Linked DNA regions of Anas platyrhynchos: region 1 is linked to region 2. A link is a contact called in public Hi-C data. All regions are on one chromosome and are shown on one strand. Each heading gives the region's core, a stretch centred on a gene start, on an enhancer-like site or on the middle of the called end of the contact. The rest is flanking DNA. Distances are from core to core; before and after follow the strand shown. Region 1 overlaps MMP17 (matrix metallopeptidase 17). Region 2 overlaps ULK1 (unc-51 like autophagy activating kinase 1).

The links. A called contact is a pair of places that touch in the nucleus more often than the background predicts.
Region 1: a contact with region 2 is called in a Hi-C map of liver, with 3 times the contacts expected there. The contact joins two enhancer-like sites. A contact is called at or near these places in 3 of 8 Hi-C or Micro-C datasets (liver and skeletal muscle).

What each region holds. Positions count from the first base shown.
Region 1 is chr16:12,845,285-12,848,880 of IASCAAS_PekinDuck_T2T, forward strand. It overlaps MMP17 (matrix metallopeptidase 17), which reads right to left. Exons shown (of 10, transcript XM_038187449.2): 10 at 2,084-3,596. The coding sequence ends at 3,396. Among named protein-coding and RNA genes, the nearest start is that of ULK1, 19 kb to the left of the region's middle. Within about 2 kb of position 1,362, at least 3 of the 8 cell types and tissues checked have an H3K27ac peak or open chromatin away from gene starts, as enhancers often do.
Region 2 is chr16:12,805,530-12,809,104 of IASCAAS_PekinDuck_T2T, forward strand. It overlaps ULK1 (unc-51 like autophagy activating kinase 1), which reads right to left. Exons shown (of 27, transcript XM_038187282.2): 6 at 506-679. Among named protein-coding and RNA genes, the nearest start is that of ULK1, 20 kb to the right of the region's middle. Within about 2 kb of position 1,657, at least 1 of the 8 cell types and tissues checked has an H3K27ac peak or open chromatin away from gene starts, as enhancers often do.

The sequences.
Region 1 (3,596 bases), core at 112-2,611, 39 kb after region 2:
GTTACAGCCCCACGAGGGCCAGCCAACTCCCCCTGTCTAGAAATTTCAGGGAAAAGCAAGGAAACGATCCACAGCACTGGGCTTACCAGGAACTGCTGGAACACGGAGAGCCAGGACGAGTCCCCCTGCCTGGATAAGGCATCCCCCGGGCTTGCTGTTCCAGCAGCTCTGGGTTCAGCCTGGCTCATGCACCACATGTGCCTGGCAGAGAAGATGGAAAAAGCAAGGTGGCTGGGCTCGAGGCAGCTCTGGGATTTGTCCTCTCCTAGCCTGCCATCTGAGAAGCAGAAGGCACCTCCAGGGGCTGTGGCAAGGCAAGAAGAGGCTAGGAACACCTACCCACCTCCTGGCAGGGGGCACCGGCTGGAAGAGCTCCACCTGAACTATGGGGCTGATCCCCAGGGCCTGCTCTCCTGGCCCACAGCTGTGCAGGGGCATTTGCTGATTAAACTTTGGGGTTGAGGAGAGAAATTTCGTTATCAATACACGTAGATCAGAAAGTTGCATTTGAGAAAAGCCCTCAGAGATAAGGGTTCAGCCATCCCCTCAGCTATTCTGGGGCTTCGGGAGGCAGCAGCCTTCTGTTACACACAAGTGTGACATATGATTTGAATCAGCAAGTAAAGAGGAGTTCCTTCTCAACAGCTTTGTGTTTTTCAAGCTGTTAAACACTGGGTCTTGTCCGAGATAAATTATACTTAATGGTATTCTTGTTTTTTAAATCTAGGCATGGACATGGCTTTGGCATTTGAAAACTGCTCCTGCCCAACTTAGTTTTTCATTTTCTTTCCTAAATCTTTTTCTCTTATTTTTTTTTTTATTATTATTATTTTTTATTCTTCTTTTATCCTTTTTCTTCTCTTTTACTTTTTTTTTACCCTTTTCTTTTCCTTTTTACTTTTCCTTTTCTCTGTTTACTTCTCTCTCTCTCTCTTTTTTTTTCTCTCTCTCTCTTTTTTTTTTTTTTTTTTTCCTTTCCTCTTCATTTCCTTTCTCCCTTTCCTCTTCCCCCTTTCTCTTTTTCGCTCCCCCCAGCTATCCCCATCGCTCTCCGTGGCGCCGGGCCGCGGCCGGGGCTCTGCTGCCCTCCGGCGGCCGCGCCGGGGCCTCCCGCTGGCGGCGGGGCCGGGCTAGGCCGGCTTCAGGCCTCACCCGAGGCCGAGCTCTGGTTTGGGGTAAAATCCCTCTTGCCCAGTGGTCTTGGCCCGGTGGTTTTAACCTCTGGCATGCTCGGGGCTCTCAACCCCACCAGGCGGGACCGCAGCAGCCCCATGGGGGGGCAAACCCGCTGTTTTAAGGGGGCTCTGCCCAGCACCACGATGGCCCCATCCACCTCCACAGGCATCTCCGCATCCTCCTGGGGCTGGAGGAGCCATCCAGCCACCCTGCCCTCCACCCACACTGCAGGGATGCCCCGGCACGGCCCAAACCCTCGGCTCCTTCCACGCCTGCTGCCGAGAGCTCTCGGTACAGTGGTGTCTTTGTGCCAGGGACATCTGCTTGCATGGCTCCGGCAGTGACCCTCAGGCAGCACTGACCCCTCTGGCCCCACAGTGAACCCGTGACCTCCCGGGGAAGCTCTCCAGCTGCCATTTGTGTCCTGGGATGCGATCATCCCGCATCTGGAGCTCACTGTGGCCATGGGGCGGCTTTGCCAGCTCAGGGCCCGCACTAGAGGCAGGGCTGTGACGGCGGCACAGTGCATGTCCTCCTCAGCTTTCAGCCCGGCACTTTGGGTACTGGCACCACTGCAAGCATGCTTGTGGGCCAGCAGGTTGCACTGGCAGCGCAGCAGGACATTCTCCATGTCAGCAGGAACAGAGAGGGGACAAGGGGGGCCTGGAGTGGACGTCACCTAGCGCAGTTACACACTGCAGTTGACAAAGTGATTAGGCACCGCTTGGGGTGGATTTCAACTGCTTTACGCGCTGAATTTATGGAGACATTCAACAGGGCCTTTATCCTCGGCGGAGCACAGAGCTATCCAGGGGCCTGCCAGACCCTGGTGCAGGGGGACGCTTTGTCCTTCAGCTCACGGCTGCCGAGTCCTCCGTCCATTCCAATAGACACGAGACACAACAGCAATATTTTGTACCTATGTTCTTCAAGGGAACATTGAAAGCCACTGAAATGTTATTTATTATCTGCAGATGGAGTCATGGGACAATGGTGCACTCCTCCTGCACTGACAGATGTCCAAGGGGGCCTCCAAAAGGGCCTGATCCGAAATTGCATCAGGCCTCAGAAGAGAAACAGGAGCCATGGTCTGAGCAGGCTGGGATGTGCCAGTGCAGCGAAGGCCTGGGGACAAGAGGCTGTCCCAGGGCTCACCATGGGCTCGCTGTAGGAGCAAGTAAAAGTCCAGGACCATCCTAATGCACTTCTTGACCTTACCTCTGTTGCTCTGAGCCCTTGGCTGAGGCACTGAGAGGAGCACATCCCTCCCTTCCCACCCCAGCCCACCCTCCATGGTACAGCCAGGTGTGACAGCACCACAACTGAACTCTGTACATCTCAATCCCTTCCAAAGCATAATACAACATGAAACAGAAGCTCCAAGAGTGAAGGAGTTCCTGTGAAGGGATTAGGCTGGTGGGATGGCTGGAGTCGCATCCCATCCGTAAGGCTGAGCTCAGCAAGTTGCTGCTTGCGTGGTGGTAAGGCTGCGCCCGAGCCTGAACAGTCAGCACCTTACTGAAGGTGGCAGGCTTGATCTGGCAGAGGAGCGGGAGAGCTGTGTGTAGGCAGCCAAGGTTTATTAGATAAATTGTTAAATTCAAATGACCTGGACACAAAGATAAGTTGCACTGCCTTCTGAAAGGCAAAGGTGTTTTTGACCTGTAGAAACTGGTACAGGTTACCAAGACATCAGTTACCACAGCAGATTTGACATAATAACGACCACCTTGCAGTTAATCTTAGGAGAGTCAAAGTTTCTCTCTACCTAGTACATCCAATGGGATGTGCACGTTATGTCAGCGCAGCTACTGCACCGCTCCCACAGCCCTGCCACCTTCCTGCTGGGGTGCTGCTACCTCTGCTGTCCTCATCTGATCACAGCAGCACTCCCCTCCCTCGTCTGTGGTGTTCTAACATCCAAAGCAACAAATCTATATGGGGCATTTCTAAATTCAATGTTAGGCTGCTCTCATTTTAACTGGATGGGGGAATAAGGAGGTGCAGAACTCAAAATCTGTTATTAGACCTTTAAACTAAAATTAAAAAGAAGAAGAAGAAAAAAAAACAACCACGGTTCACTTCTCATGGAGAATTCAAAACCTTCACCGGCATGTTCCTAGGAATGTTTTTCTGCTCACAACAGTTAGTGGCACGGGACCGCATCCACCTCCAGTCCCTGGAGCACTGCAACGCTGCCTTCCCTGTGGGGTGAGATGTCATAGGGCTGCACACACCAGTGCTGCTGTCCACACGCTCGCCAGCACAAGGCTGGCAGACAGTCTGAGCATGGGGCAGGCCCGCAGGGACTCAGAGGACGAGGTGCAGGAGCAGACCTCGTAGCCATTCTCCGAGCGGCTCTCGTCGTGCTGCCCGGGCTTGGAGCGCGCCCCAGTCCTGCTGCTGCCGGCTGCTTCTGG
Region 2 (3,575 bases), core at 407-2,906:
CAGAAACATCTGCTTTGTGATGTGCCTGACTTCCTTTATGCTCTGAAGCCAGACAGTAGAAGAGCTACTTTTAGGACTTAAGACACCACTTAGTATTTATCCTCAGTTCTACTAAAAGCCAAATAGAAAAGCCACCGCAGCAGCTCCTTTCTTGGTAAGCCTAGAGACTGCAAGCCAATTAGGGCAGGATAGTATTTGTTTTTACAAAGGGAGGCACCATTCTGCTTGGAAATGGAGCAAAGCCTGACCAATTTATTTTATATTAGCCCATGTCTTGGCAGAGCAGAAAGCTCTTGTTCCTACTGCTTGGAGGCCCACTGAAGTTAGCTGAACTCGGTTATGTCTTGCAGAGGAATTAAGTGAGGAAGTGGAAAAACATTAGGGCATATTAAAAAGCAGAGAAATTTTCTTCTAGACAGTTCCCAAAAGAAATTGAGGCTTGCCACTTATCTGTTACCAAAGTCTCCTGAGAGCTGTTAAGGTGACACTTGTAACAGGGTCTTACCAATCTTTATGCGTATGTTGTTGGGATTTGATTTCCTGCCTCCAGCGTAGGAAAGGAGAATATTCTGTGGTTTCAGATCCCGATGGATGATGCCTTTGCTGTGCAGCATTTTCATGGCACCTGCTATCTGCTGAAGAAAGAGCCTGATGGTGTCTTCACTAAGCGTCCGCATAGCTAGGGAGGAGGGAAAAATAACCACAGATGAAAGAATTACAATGCTAGTTCTCCAAAGAGCCCAGGGGGTAGTTTCTCCAGAGCAATTAGCAATAATTTGGCTTTTTTTTTCCTCCACGCACTATTTCTGAATGCTCAGTGCTGGCATTAAGAGAGAGCTTTTGCATTCCCAGTTTATGCTGTGACCAGGGCTGTTTTCAGCCCTGAGAGTCTAATAGTGAACTCAGGTCAGTGGCAAGTGCCGAATTTGGGTTATCAGCTGTGTCCAAAAGTGACATTTGATGAGGTTTAGGACTTCCCTCAGCAAGAGCTGCCAGCTTGCTTTAAGCATGCAGCCAGACAGAGCCTGCAACCTGATGAGTGAGAGGGTCACCTCTGAGCTATGGTCAGCAGCCATCAGACATTACAGCTTTATCGAGAAGACTACATCTAAACCTGGAGACACCGTTAGGATTAGGATTTATGTCTGCAGCAACCATTATGGCTCAGGCTGGGCATGGAAAAGGCTGGAAGATTCGGGTACATGGCCACCAGGGATCTGAAGCCAAGTCCAGGCCTAATCCTTGTGCATCAGCACTCACTAGACCCAACCATAACTCTAATCCAAATCCAGTGTTAGGATGAAAAGCAGTCCAATACCTAGCAAAAATCCCCCTACCAAGTGTCCCCTGTGAGGTCTTTTTTATAAAGAAATCTTTTTTTTAAAAATTAATAATCAAATTCTGGTCATACGGAAGCACTGAACTTACTCTCCTTAGCTAAGGGCTTCCCAAGAACTGTGGTGTGAGAAATAAATAACACTGAAGGGATTAAAATAATGTTCATCTGGACCTTCTAATCAGACTGGTGCAACATTAGCTTCTGTTATTTTAAGAACTGCACACATGAAACTTGTCAAAGCTCGGAGCAGCCTGCTGAACAGACCACAGGACCAACAGCGCTACCAGCCTGCTTCCTTATCAGTCGCTGAATGAGGCAGGCTTAAAGAAAGCACCGTTCCACTTGAACTAAATCATTTCTTTTGTAGAAGGTCCCGGTAAATTACTCGGGACTTCATTAGTATTTTTCCAGCTGTTCTCTAGTAAAACCTCAAAACAAGCTGGCAGGAACTTCAAACTGCTACTCTGCCTCATCAGCTAGAAGGGAGGAATCCTTATGAAAACACAGATGAGGTTGCAGGCAGCTTTAACACAACACAGGAAATTAAAAATCTAACTTTTGAAATATGCGCATGGGAAACAGATAAGTTAAACAGCATTTAGAATAGAAAATAAACTCCCACCGCTCCCAAACCCCGCTGTTCTAGGAAGAGGCACAAGCAGAGCTAAAATGTCACCACGGCCATCAGCCGCTCCTGGATGCGTACACGTGACACAAGTGCACGTGTATATAGAGTTTCTCTCCCCTTGCTGGGCCTTTTTCCTCATGGACTGGCACTCAGCTGGAATTCAAAAGGCTGCTCTGCAAGAGGGGGCGATTCTGTGAAGAGATCTTAAAGATATAAGAGGCAGCTTAGATGCAGATCTACCAAACTTACTTGCATCTTCTGCTCCAACAAGTTTTGCTCAATTCAGCTCAGGCCCCGTGAAGGAGAGGCTGTCTCATCTTCCCCCAAACAAGAAACAAGGCTTGGAACTTGGTGGCTCTTAGCGTTATTAAGCCAGCAGGCAATTAGGAACTCCTGGCTAAATACGGCTCACCTCTAGCAGAGCTGTTTTCTTTAGAGCCTTGTCTTGACCCGCAGTTCCAGCAGCATGCCACATCTTCAAGGCGTTACCCTCCCTTTTATATAGTGTGGTGGCAATAAGATGAACACCGAACTAGCTGCCATTCCCTCAAACCAGTTAAGCCTCCCTACCCTTTCAAACTGGGGTAAAAAAAAATATATATATATTTTTAAATCATTATAGCTGAAACCAGAGAACCCATTCCCCTGAGGAATATAGTGCCTCTAAGCTACCAATTTCAGCTTTTTCCACTTCACACTTGAAGCTTTTAACCTTTCAAAGGTGTTGTGTTCCTAACACACTGAGCATCTATGCTCCTGTCTTGAGCCTGTAGAGAGATTCCTCCAGTCAGTCTGCGGTGGCACAGTGAAGTTACCACAATGCAGCATAGAAAAATCAGGCAGAGGGCTGCCGGGTCCTCTGGCAGCATCACATCTCAAGAATCACAGTAGCATGGCAAGGGAGGACTGTGAAATTGAGAAGATGCTCTCAATAACAGAAGAGGGACAGGCGGTTACACCGGGAGCACAGGGGCATACCCTTTTATTTCACTTCATGAACAGACACATCACAGAGAAAAACAGGAGTCCTTATCTCTCATACTCAGCCCATCAGTCTACCAAATGACAGCAGCAATCTCCAACTGAAGGACAGAGAAATAAATGCAACTGTCACTTTCAGAGAATCCTGAAGTCTATGAAGAGTAGGGCAAAAATTAATGTCACCTGTACTATCAAGCTCAGGGATTCAAAACCCCACAACAGAAGAGCTAAGGGTCGGACTTCTGTTCCCTTCACAGTTTGCAGCACCTGGATTTTTCTGTGTACTGCCTGTAGCTCATTTTGACGCATCCTTCCTACTAACACCTTTCATTTACTTCAGGCTAGCAGGTTTAATATCAGATCAAGTTGTCTTGTTCTACAAAAATCAGGAAAAGCAGCATTAGCATGCTCCAAATGGGACGATTACCAAAACCAGGAACATTTACACATCGGTCTGCAAACGGTCTTCAGACCGACCACCATCAGCAGAGGGAGAACATACAGAAGACTCATTTGATTGAGACGTCACCAAACAGATGTGGCAAACGAGACAACTCACTGTCTCCATGACATCCCAAACAGGAAACTTGTACTTCTGTCCCTGCAAAAAAAAAGGTCACTCTCTCA